Regions from separate parts of the Macaca mulatta genome. Here region 1 is linked to region 2. A link is a contact called in public Hi-C data. All regions are on one chromosome and are shown on one strand. Each heading gives the region's core, a stretch centred on a gene start, on an enhancer-like site or on the middle of the called end of the contact. The rest is flanking DNA. Distances are from core to core; before and after follow the strand shown. Region 1 holds the start of TMEM184B (transmembrane protein 184B). Region 2 holds the start of CSNK1E (casein kinase 1 epsilon).

What was found. A called contact is a pair of places that touch in the nucleus more often than the background predicts.
Region 1: a Hi-C map of cortical neurons shows a contact between it and region 2, with 4 times the contacts expected there. The contact joins the promoter of TMEM184B here to the promoter of CSNK1E in region 2. A contact is called at or near these places in 2 of 14 Hi-C or Micro-C datasets (cortical neurons and liver).

What each region holds. Positions count from the first base shown.
Region 1 is chr10:13,216,170-13,222,187 of T2T-MMU8v2.0, forward strand. It overlaps TMEM184B (transmembrane protein 184B), which reads left to right and starts at 4,156. Exons shown (of 9, transcript NM_001193979.3): 1 at 4,156-4,304.
Region 2 is chr10:13,172,428-13,178,726 of T2T-MMU8v2.0, forward strand. It overlaps CSNK1E (casein kinase 1 epsilon), which reads left to right and starts at 3,177. Exons shown (of 11, transcript NM_001261652.1): 1 at 3,177-3,228; 2 at 6,208-6,295. The coding sequence starts at 6,220.

The DNA.
Region 1 (6,018 bases), core at 2,906-5,405, 45 kb after region 2:
GAGCCTGATTAGAAAGAATAGTCCAGGCATGCTGAGCACATCTGCAATCCCAACACTTTGGAAGGCAGAGGCATAAGGATTGCTTGAGGCCAGGAATTCAAGACCCTGTCGTTATAAAAACATTAAAAACAAAAAATTAGGCCAGGCGCGGTGGCTCACACCTGTAATCCTAGCACTTGGGGAGACTGAGGCGGGCAGATTGCCTGAGCTCAGGAGTTCGAGAGTACCCTGGGCAACATGGTGAAACTCCGACTCTGCTAAAAAACAAACAAACAAACAAAAAAACCCCCCAAAAAATTAACTGGTCGTAGTGGCGCGTGCCTGTAATCCCAGCTACTCCGGAGGCTGAGGCAGGAGAATTGCTTGAACCTGGGAGGTTGCAGTGAGTCGAGATTGCACCACTGCACTCCAGCCTGGGCAACAGAGCAAGACTCTGTCAATAAATAAATAAATAAATAAATAGAAAATTAGCCGAGTGTGATGGTATGCCCAGGTAGCCCTAGCTACTTGGGAGGCCGAGGTGGAGGATCACTTGAGCCCAGGAGTTTGAGGCTGCAGTGAACTATGATCAAAGCACTGCACCCCAGCCTGGGTGAGAGAGCAAAACCCTGTCTCTTAAAAGAAAGGATGGGTAGTTGCCTGGAGGAGGGGTGGGAAGGAAGATAGCAAGGGAGGTGTTTATCTTCATTTTGGAAAGCCTGAATAAAGGTCTTGAGAGGGCTTTTTTCCTCCCACAGGGAGCACCCACTAGGGCCCCCAATACCACCTGCTGGCCTGCCATATCACTCAGACCAGGTGACTTTCTGTCTTTGAGCCCCTTCCTGGCAACCAAGCCTAAAAATACCCACCACCTGCCTCTGCCCCCCCACCCGCCAGCCTGGGGCCTCTGTAAGTGGAGACCCAAGAGTGCCCCTAAGCAGAAACCAAGACCCTGAAGTGAAAGCCCTGGAGGGGAAGTGTAAGGTAGATAGTGTCTGGTCTCTAAGTGTTCTGTACTAGCATTGCAGATGTGGTGGGTAATTGGCACAAGGACTTCCTCCCTAAGGGGTTAGTGTGTAGGGAGGGAGAGCTGGGAAGTCATAAATGAGTCATTACAACGCAATTGATAAGCCTTGCTCTTGTTAGGACAGCCCCAGGCATGTCCTACCTGGGGCTGGGGAGGAATTGTTCTATAGGATTTTGCTATTACGGGATCTCTGGTCATGTTATACCTACTTTTTGGGGCATGTTCTCTATGCCAGACCCTATACTAAGTATTGGGATTACATCAGAAAAGAAAACGGAGGCCGGGCGCGGTGGCTCAAGCCTGTAATCCCAGCACTTTGGGAGGCCAAGGCCAGCGGATCACGAGGTCAGGAGATCGAGACCATCCTGGCTAACATGGTGAAACCCCGTCTCTACTAAAAATACAAAAAAAAAAAACTAGCCGGGCGTGGTGGCGGGTGCCTGTAGTCTCAGCTACTTGGGAGGCTGAGGCGGGAGAATGGCGTGAACCCGGGAGGCGGAGCTTGCAGTGAGCCGAGATCACGCCACTGCACTCCAGCCTGGGAGACACAGAGAGACTCCGTCTCAAAAAAAAAAAAAAAAAAAAAAAAAAGAAAACGGATACTTGGGAGGCACAGGCGAGAGAATCGCTTGAACCCAGGAGGTTGAGGCTGCAGTGAGCCGAAACTGAGCCACTGCATTCCAGCCTAGGTGACAGAGTGAGACTCCATCTCAAACAACAACAATAAAAAGCCAAAAAGTATGAAAATCTTTGTCCTCAGAATTTATTGGCCAGGCAAGCGGTGGCTCACACCCATAATCTCAGCACTTTGAGTGGTCGAGACGGGTGATCGCTTTGAGCCCAGGAGTTCAAGATCAGCCCTGGCAACATAGCGAAAACCCATCTCTACAAAAAAATACAAAAATTAGCCGGGTATGGTGGCACATGCCTATTATCCCAGCTAATCAGGAGGCTGAGGTGGGAGGATCACTTGAGCCTGAGTGGCGGAGATTACAGTAACCTGAGATTGTGCTACTGCACTCCAGCCTGGGTGACAGAGTGAGACTGTCTCAAAAACAAAAACAAAAACAAAAACACAAAAACCAAAAATCGTATGTTCTACTAGAAGAAGACACACAGGGAAATAGGCAAACTATATAATATGATAGAAATGAAGTGACAGGGAAAGTAGGGCATGGTAACGGGAAATACAGAGTGCATGCGAGGGGTCTGGTAGTTTTACTAGGGTGCTCAGGGCAGGCCTCACTGAATGGAGGACATTTGAGCAAGCCCTTGAAGAAGGTGATGGAGCAATCATTCTGGTGTCTGGGGAAACAGCGATCACAGCAGAGGGAACAGCTAGTGCAGGGGGCTCGGGGCTGAGTGAGCTCAGCTTGTTCTAGGAACAGCACGGGGTCAGTGTGGAAGAAAAGGGTAAGAGATGAATGAGGTCAGGAATACCCAGGAGAGTAGAATGTCAGATTAAGCATTTGTAAGGACTTGTAAGGCTTTTACTTAAAGCGAAATAGAGAGCCAACGGACGGTTTTGAGCAAAAAAGTGCCATGTTTTGACTTAGATTTTATTTCTTTTTTTTTTTTTTTTTTGAGACGGAGTCTCGCTCTGTCGCCCAGGCTGGAGTGCAGTGGCCAGATCTCAACTCACTACAAGCTCCGCCTCCCGGGTTTACGCCATTCTCCTGCCTCAGCCTCCCGAGTAGCTGGGACTACAGGCGCCCGCCACCTCGCCCGGCTGGTTTTTTGTACTTTTTAGTAGAGACGGGGTTTCACCGGGTTAGCCAGGATGGTCTCGATCTCCTGACCTCGTGATCCGCCCGTCTCGGCCTCCCAAAGTGCTGGGATTACAGGCTTGAGCCACCGTGCCCGGCCAGATTTTATTTCATTTTTTGAGACAGATTCTCATTTTGTCACCCAGGTTGGAGTGCAGTGGCATGATCTTGGCTCACCACAACCCAGCCTCCACCTCCCAGGTTCAAGCAGTTGTCATGCCTCAACCTCCCGAGTAGCTGGGACTACAGGCATGCACCACTACACCCAGCTAATTTTTGTATTTTTAGCAGAGATGAGGTTTCACCATGTTGGCCAGGCTGGTCTCTAACTCCTGGACTTAAATGATCCACCCGACCTCACAAAGTGCTGGGATTACAGGCGTGAGCCACCGTGCCTGGCAGATTTTAAAAGAATCTCCCTCAGCCCTGAATTGATAGGGTGGATCAGAGGGCCGGGTTGGAACAAGGGAGATGGGTTAGCAGAACTTTGCAATAATCCTGTGCAGATACTGGACCAGGGTGGTAGCACTGGAGGTGGAGTGGCAGACGTCAGAGTCTAGATCTATTTTGCAGGTAGAGTCAGCAAAAGCGGGGCATTCACAGCTGACTCTGAGTTCTGGCCTGGGGACTGGAAGGATGGAATTGTCAACAGCTGATGAAGGCAAGGCTGAGAGGGAGCAGGGTTGTGTGTGTGGAAGTGCAGTTGGCTCAGCTGCAGACACGTTGACTTTGAGATGCCTGCTGGACCTCCAAGAAAGAAGTGTTGAGCAGACAGTTCAGGGGAGGAGTCTGGAGACACAAATACATTTGGGGATCTTGAGCACATCAATGCCAGAACATAATTGCATTTTATCTGGTTCAATTAACCTAGGTGATGTCTGGACCTAGCAAACGGAAATGGGCTAGGCGGCTTGAACCCTGTCTGAAGACTTTTGCTAGTTCGGCAGCCTAGAGCCAGATGGGGCAAGAAAGAATCGCTGCTAAGTAGGGTGGGAAGAAAAAGCCTCTTTCAGTGCTTTGCAATTTCATCTGGCCTAATTGCACACAACACTCGGTCCACGTTCATTCCACAATTCCACACGCATCCTTCACTCAACAAATAGCCATTGTATTTCGTTTCATCTTCAAAACAGGCTCAAATGGAGGAAATTAGGGTTAAGAGAAGTGAAGCACCAGCGAGGGTAAGGGACAGAGATCGCAGCCCAGAAAGTTCTCGAGGTTGGGGGCCAGTCGTAGTTGGTTTTGTGAGTGGCAGGAGGATGCGGGTCGCGCCCCAACCCGCGGGGCGGCCGGCTGGGGTTCGCGGCGCGGCCCCTTTAAGGCCCAGGCAGTGATCTCAGCCGCGTTCGCCGCCCCGCCCTCCCCGGCGGCGAGCCCAGTGCGCATGCGCGCCGCGGCAGCACACCACTGGGCCCGGGACGCGCCGGCGGTGGCGGAGAGTCCAGGGCTGGGGCGCCTACCGCCCGCCCCGCTCGCAGAGCCCGGCCGCCGCGCGTCGTCCGCACACGCCGCCACCGCCATGGGCTCCTGAGGTATCCTGTCTGGCTGGTCTCGCCCGGGAGCCCCAAGGGGGAACTGCGACTCCCAAGCGCGGGGGGCTGCTTGTTTCGGAGAGGCCCGCGCGAGGGACGCCCGGCTTCGGCCGCCGGCGCCCGGGCGGGGAGGGCACTAAGGAGGCCGGCGCGGCCGCGGAGGGAGGGGGCATCTGTCTCCCAACCCGTGCCTCCCCTCCTCCCCGCAAGGTCGCCCGTGGGTGTGCCCGCTCCCTTTCCACGCCAACGTGGCGGGGGCAGCGCCTGGAGTGTAATCGGACCTGCCCGGGGGGTGGCCCCGGGAGAGGGAGGCGGATGGACAGGCGCTTTGCAAGAGGGATTGTGTGCTCCTGGGTGGGTGTGCTGGCGCCTGGCACGGCCGAGTGAGTGGGGGAGGCGTCCGTGACCTGTGCGGGTGGCAGTGACCTGGGAGGGTGGTCGGCGGGGGGCCTTCGGGGCTGCGTCGTGAGTGGAGGGTGTACACGCCCGGCACACAGATCCTCAGGTTTGGAAGGCGATCTCCTGGAACCTGGGGCTCGAAAGATGTTTGCCTCCAACTGGGACCAACCAAAGACTGGTTTTGGGTGTCTGTATCCTTCCCGTGGATTGTACATTTCCTTCCCGGGCACACCCTTGGTACCTCGCTTGGATCCACTTACCTCCAGTGCTGGGTGGCTCCAGGCCAAAGCAAGGCAGTTAGGCTGGGGGTTGGGCATGGATTCCCAATACATATCCCCTCTGGGGGTGTTGTATAAGGCCAGATATTTTACTCCTCCCTCTCTTCCAGGGCATTTTGGGGCAAAGCAGGTGTTTGCATGCCTGATACCTGTGGTGAGGTGAAGGCCATGTATTATTTATCTGACTGCTGGTGCTTTTGTAAGGAAAGAAGCAGCAATCTGTGCCCTGGAGGCCCTGCGCTGCAGAGTCAGCCAGGCAAACAAGCTCACCTGCACCTGCAGAGGCAGCGCAGGTCTCAGAGGTGTGACTTCGTTGACACGTTATGCCTACAGTGTCCTTTGCATCTCCCTATTCAGCTTCCTTGGTAGGGTCCCTAGGCTCTGCACCTCGGTACCTTGTCTAGGGTGCTGTGCGTATCAGAGTTGGGACCTGGGACGCTGGGGTGAGAGGACCCCAGCAGCCAGGTATGTGTGCGCACCTGGAATTGATGCCCAAGCTATCAAGGAGCTCTCAAGCGTGGGGGAATCAGACTTGGAAACAGGTGATCACAGTGATGTGAAAAATACCAAACAAAGGAGTAGAAGGAGTACAGGGACAGGTTTAGTGCCCAGGAAGGAGGATCGTGGCCACAGGAGACTCTCTCATAAGGAGACAGACGGTTGTGCTGAAGCCTGAAGGATGACTGGCGTTCATCTGAGGCTTTTGTGCTTTCCACGTATATTTTCCTGTGTTAATTTGCACAGCAGCTGTGTAAGGAACGGTTGTTGTCCCTATTTGTGGATGTGGTAAACTGAGGCCCAGAGGGAATTCATGACGCTCTTCTCCATGATCCGTGGCAAGCTTGGATGGAATCATCCTTGAACCAGGAACTCTGTCTTGCTGCCAGATCTTATCTTGCAACTTACTGAGCATCTATGTGCCAGGCACTGTGCTGGGGCATAGCGGTGTGATGGTCAGTGGGACCTGGTGCCTGCCTTCTAGGGGCTCCCAGTCTGCTGGGAAGATGGACACTGATTTAGTGACCCCAGTCCAGATA
Region 2 (6,299 bases), core at 1,927-4,426:
TAGGGCTGCTGGAACAGGTAATATTTTTTTTTACTTTAGACCAGTCTCCCCTCCTTAGCTGGGTTGTGTGTCATGGTTTGCCTTCCCTTATGGCTTCACTGCAAAGCTCTTTGGGAGGGCCCACAGATAGGTCTTCCAGGGATACGAAGGACAAGGACTTGGGCCCACAACTCAGGCAGTGGACAATAGCAGGCCCTTCGAATGGTAAGGCAGGGAGGCTCTCTAGCAGGCCTGGGGATGAGCCGGGCTCCTCAGCCTGGCTGGCCCAGGAAACTGAGCAGGATCTTAATTGGGGCAGGGGGTGGGGGTGGGGGTGCTGGAGTGGGAGGTGTGGTTACAAGTCCTGAATGCAGAGGGGAGAACATGAGCAGGTGGAGGGAAGCTGGGACATTGTGCTGCAGTCAGACCTGGGGGTCTGGCTGGGTTAGGAAGGGGCACGGGGTCTGTTCCAGCCAGGCCCAGTTTAAAGGAGAGGTTGATCTGTCCCCTTAGGCAAGCATTGGGAGGAGCCTGATTCCTTCTCTGAAAGAATACAGTGTAATCTGTTGTTTGAGAGGATTAAATGAGATAACCAATAACCTCCTCTCCCAGGGCTGGGTGCTTAGAAAGTGCTGAAGAAGAGGAGGGCTTTGGGAAGCAGGGCCCAGGTTGGAAGGTTAGGGGTGGTGAGGACTGGAGGACACTGGGGCAGACTTCACCCCTGCTCAGTTGTGCCCAGGCCCCTCTGCCTGGGCTCATGTGAGGAAAGAAACAAAATGGGCAGCGGGGGTGGGGGGGAAGGGGGTGGGCCTGGGACTCCCACCAAGGCAGGTGGCTGGTGCTTAGGTCCGCTGAGAACTTGGGACCAGAGTTACCAGATCTCCTAATGCCTCAAGAAAAACAGGGAATCTGGATCTGAAATATGAAATCTTCCAGTTTTAAAACTTTGGGGCCGGGCGCGGTGGCTCACGCCTGTAATCCCAGCACTTTGGGAGGCCGAGGCGGGCGGATCACAAGGTCAGGAGATCGAGACCACGGTGAAACCCCGTCTCTACTAAAAATACAAAAAATTAGCCGGGCGCGGTTGTGGGCGCCTGTAGTCCCAGCTACTCGGGAGGCTGAGGCAGGAGAATGGCGTCAACCCGGGAGGCGGAGCTTGCAGTGAGCCGAGATCGCGCCACTGCACTCCAGCCTGGGCGACAGAGCGAGACTCCGTCTCAAAAAAAAAAAAAAAAAATTAAAAAAAAAATAAAAATTTGGGGATTGGCCAGGCGTGGTGGCTCACGCCTGTAATCCCAGCACTTTGGGAGGCCGAGGCGGGCGGATCACTTGAGGTCAGGAGTTCCAGACCAACCTGGCCAACATGGTGAAACCCCATCTCTACTAAAAATACTGTGTGGTCCTGGGCAAAAATTATCCAGGTGTGGTGGTGCACATCTGTGATTCCAGCTACTCAGGAGGGAGGCTGAGGCTGGAGAATCACTTGAACCCAGGAGGCAGAGGTTGCAGTGAGCCGAGATTGGGCCACTGCAGTCCAGCCTGGGCAACAGAGTGAGACTCTATCTCAAAACAAACAAAAAAAGCAAAAAACAACAACAACAAAAAACTTTGGGGATTAACAATACAACAACAGAAAGCACCACACAGGCCAAGTAAAGCCCACTGCCTGGCTGGTGACCCCCTGTCTAGCAAAGGTGTCACTGAAGGCAGGCCCTCCTGGGAGGAGGCTTCTCACTCTTGGAAATGGGCTCTTGATAGACCCAGTTTCCTGGTGATTGCTGGGAGAACAGAGCTGTCCTTTTGGGTTTGTGGTCCTGGGCACACCCCTTCCCCTCTCTGGGCCAGTTTCCTGGTCGGTGAAAGGACCTAGTCTGCGGGGCTCCTGCCCGTTTGGACAAGTGTGTGACTCAGTCCCTCAGCCTCGGGGAGGGAAGATACGGCCATTATAGTGACTCCTCCCAGGAACTGTGCTTCCGGGATTGGACGCAGGGCCTCAGGCATTTTGCGTGTCCACAGTCACAACTGTGTGAATATAGGTGTGTCATAATTGGAAGCTTTGCATGGCACAGTGTAAATATCATCGCTTTAATGACTTTGTTCTGCAACCTTTCATCGGCGGCTCTGGATGCCAGTAGAAGCTTTTATTAATTCTCCCTGTGACCTGGGGAGGACAGGGTCCTTCCTCCCATTTGCTGTTTAAGGAAACCCAAGCTCAGAGCTGGGAGGTGACTTGGCTAAACGTGCACCACCACTCGTGCACCACTCGGAGCCCTGACTCAGGTGTCGGTGCTTTGGTACTGTGGCACCCCTCCTTCAACAGGGGAGAATGAGAGTGGGATCTGAGGGTCCTCTCTGTGCCCATCACAGTTTGAGCTGCAGGGAGGAGAAGAAGAAGAAGGAAAAAAGGTCTTTACCCTTGATTTTTCCACGGGAGGAGAATGTATGAACCCAGGCTACCTTTCTGGGCCTTGTGTCGAAATCCCTACCTGTCTCCTCAAATCTCTTGCCCGGAATCAACCTGGCCTGTGTTCTCTGCGGCACTCTGAACCTGGAGGCGGACTGAGCCCCCAGCAGTCTAACATCTTTTGCAGTGTCGTGAATAGCGCCTGTTTTCGCAGGGGCCCAGTGCTCCGCCTGGAGAGGAGAGAGAACCCGGCAGGCGGGGAGAGAAGACTTTGGGTCTAGACCCTCCCCTCCCATCACCCCCGCTTTTTGTGCGCCCTCCTCTTCCCCTCTTCCCTGTGTCCCCTCAGCCCGTCTTTTCCACCTGTGCCCTGGACTGCATTAGGGTGTCAGTATCTGTGCGCTCCCCTACCCCCACGCGTAAGCCCGCGCTCCTGCACTGGGGCTGGGGGACTGCGTCTCGCGGCTGCGGCCCCCAGCGCGGAGGGCGCGGGCCCTTTAAATCCTCCGGGGCGGCGGCGGCGGGCCGGGGATGACATCAGCGGGCGGGCCCGGGGCTCAATGGGAGCCGGCGGGCGCGCGCGGTGCGGGAGCGCGCGAGCCGGCGGCGGGGGCGGGCGGGCAGGAGGCCGGGAGGAGGGAGGCGGCGGCGGCGGCGGCGAGAGCCCAGAGCCAGAGCCCGGCCGGGGCCGAGCGGAGCGCGGCGGCGGCGGCGGCGGCGGCTGGGCCAGGAGAGGCTGGCGCGCCGGGCGGCTCCGCGAATCCTCCGGCATCCGCCCCGGCGGGCCGCCCCCGCCCGTGGCAGCCCCCCGAGCAGCGGCCCGGCACCGGCGCCTTCCCGGAGGGGTAAATATTGGGGGGTCGTGGGCCCGCCGAGGGGCGCGAACCTGGGGGGAATCGGGGCTCCCTCACCCTCTTTGTTTTTGCTGGAGAGGGAGGGAGGGGAGGGCGGACACGCGCGTTCGCGCTGGGGTGTGGGGGGGGCAGCCCGGGCGCCGCCCGCTCGGCCCGGCGAGGACAAAGGCGCGGCTGGGGACGAGGAGGAGGGGGCCTGTTATTTTGCAGGCTCGCGGGGGAGGCCCCCTCCGGCCGGCCTGCCTCCGCCTCCCCCCGCTGGACCCTCCGAGGCCCCGGCCGGCCAGGCGGCCACCCCGGCTGTGATTTGGGGACGCTGAGGGAGGGGGCCTGGGGTGCTGGGCGCCGGATACTGTTGATTCGGGCCCGCGTAGGTTTCATCGGACAATCGACGGCGCCCCCTGCTCTCCCGGCCCCGGCGCCCGGACCTGGGGGTCCGCAAGGCTGCTCCCGCTCGTTGGATGGCGGGCGTTTGGGGGTCCTAAGGTGAAGATGTGTGTGGTCACCAGGCCACCGATTTGTTTTTCTTTGTGGAGAGAAAGAAAGGGGTGGGGGTTATTTATCGGATCGGATTCTCCCATTTTTGTGTGTGAGAGATTCGTGTCTTGCAAGTGTCTCAGGAACGTAAAACTGTGTCTGGGTATCGTTAGAGAGAGGATTCCCAAGCCCTTCTTAATATCCAAACTCGAAGTGGGGTGAACCCCCTCCCCAACTTTCCCCTTAGTTTTCTTGCATATTTTCTTCTTGGCATAGTCTCCTTCCTGGAGAAGGATTTGGGGAGAGGAGAAGGGGACACAGTGTCTCAAGTTGCTTCCAAGCAATGCCTGTTTTGGATCTCCTTTGCTTTCCTTTCTATGATGTCCCTTCAATTTTTATTTTAATCGTCCAAGGGACAAGGGCCCTGGCTCAGGGGTGGGCGATGGTGGTCAGGGAGTAAGAAGCACTGCCCGTGTGCCATGCTGGTTGGTAGTTTGTCTAATTTTTTTAACCTGCTGAAACTCTTGAACCTTCCTATACACTTTTCCCCCCACTTTGTTTATCTCCCCCCTCCCCCATGGGAGAAGCAGCAAAACGGAAAAGCCTCTCCATTTCTGAATGAAGCCTTTCTGCTCTCCTCTGGGAGGCTTTTTGGGGATTGATGCCGGGACAGTCTAGGCTCCCCCAGACTGGCTTGAACCCCAGGGGTGTTGGGGAGGGCACTGGGGGTCTGGATGGCTGGCACAGAGCAGTCGGGGTCCTGAAGGCCTTGCCCCTCCCCGCTCCCGTTTTCTGCAGACAGCCGGTGAGTGGGGAGAGACTGGGGGTCATGTGCAGTATATTTATGTAAGACACCCAGACAGAGGGCATGGGTATTTATATAACCCGGCGTGGGTATTTATGTAATATAGGATGCGGGTATATTTATGTTCCTTTCCTAACCTGCGGGTTTCCTGGCTGCCGTGTGTGGTCTCTGAATTGGTGTTGGCGGAAAATGGACTGGGGTGTGGGGGGTGTTGCGTGCACACCTCCCCCCCGCCGCCCCCCGCAACAGGGCTCACTGTGCGTGCCTGCTTTTCTTTCTTCCCTTGGAGTGTACACACTCGGGAAGCTGGACGTGTGTGTACGTGGGGTGTGTGGCGTGTGGGTTTCCTGCAAACGTGGACTGCGTTCCCCTGGCAGCGTGGCACCTCAGCTGAGACAGGCCAAGCATGTGGGCAGTGGCCCTTGATTGAGAGCCCAGAGTTTGGCCAGCTCGGGTGGAGGTCCCTGCCTCATGGTTATTGGTGGAGGGCTGGTGAGCTCCTGGGGAGCCAGGTTGCTGGGGTTGGCCTTTCTCTCCTGGGCTCTGCCCACTGTCCCTGCAATCCATCTCCCTCCCAGGCTGGCCTGGTCGTTGGGGGCAGCACTTGGCACGGGCAAGGGGCTGATCTTCTGTGCCAGCACAGCTGCTCTGCAGTCTTCCTGTTTTGCCTGGTTTGTGAGTGTGGGAGACCACCAGGTGGGATGGCCGGAGCCGTGTCCTAGGCGAGGCTGCTACCGTCTACAGGGTGGTGTGGGGCAGGTGGCGTGGCCTCTGTGGGCCTGAGTACCCTGTCTGCGAAAGGAGTTCCCTCTTGCTAGTCCTTGATGCTGGTTCTCTTGTAATCACCCTTCCCCCTGCTTACTGCAGTCCCTGGTCCCTGTGCCCACGGCAGCACTGCCTCCAGGCCTCCAGTTTCCTCCTCTGCTGACCAGGAACAGGGTGTCCAGACTTTTGCCCCAGGCCAGAGCAGAGGGGTCCCTCCTAGGGTGGCCCTGGCCCTGAGGAAGGAGAGAAGCTGCTCACATCAGAACTCCTCCTCCCACCCCTCAGGGGCTGGCGGCTAAAACCCTGGCTCATTGCCCTCTGTTCTATGAGGGCCCTCTTAGGAGACCCTCCTAGTCTTGAAGGACGCCAGCTCCAAACAGTTTATCCAAGAGGCTACGGGCCTCCACGTGAGGTTCTTGGTGTCATGATGTAGAGATGGGGAGGCGACTGGAAGGTGGGTGGTCTAGGGTGTTTCTTTCCTGCCTTCCCCCCATTAGGGGATATGACCTTCTCCTGCAAGGCACGCTGGGCACCGGTGAGGTCTGGCCTCTGGGCAGGGGCAGTACTTGGGAAGACCAGGCCAGGCTGTGGGAGCCTGGGGATAGGAGTGGAGAGGCCCTGTCGTTTCAGAGGTGTAAGAGGGCTGATGCCCGTTGTGATCCTTTGAGAAGCTTCTGTTGAGGGGCCCCTGAATGAGTGTCCCCCAAAGACATGCTTGCTTGGCCGCTTCCCCTCTGGCCACACTGAAACCTGACCTCAGCCTCCCTTAGCTGTTCCCCAGGTTTGTGGAGTGCAGGCTGTGGGCCGCCTGACACCGGCAGAATGTGGGTCTTCGAGTTCCTGGTGGCTTTGCCTGGCCTTGGGCTGGACCCCTTTCCCGGCTCCCCACTTCACTGACCCTCATGTTCCTGCTTCCTCTGCAGCAAGAGTGAGCCATGGAGCTACGCGTGGGGAACAAGTACCGCCTGGGACGGAAGATTGGGAGCGGGTCCTTCGGAGATATCTACCTGGGTGA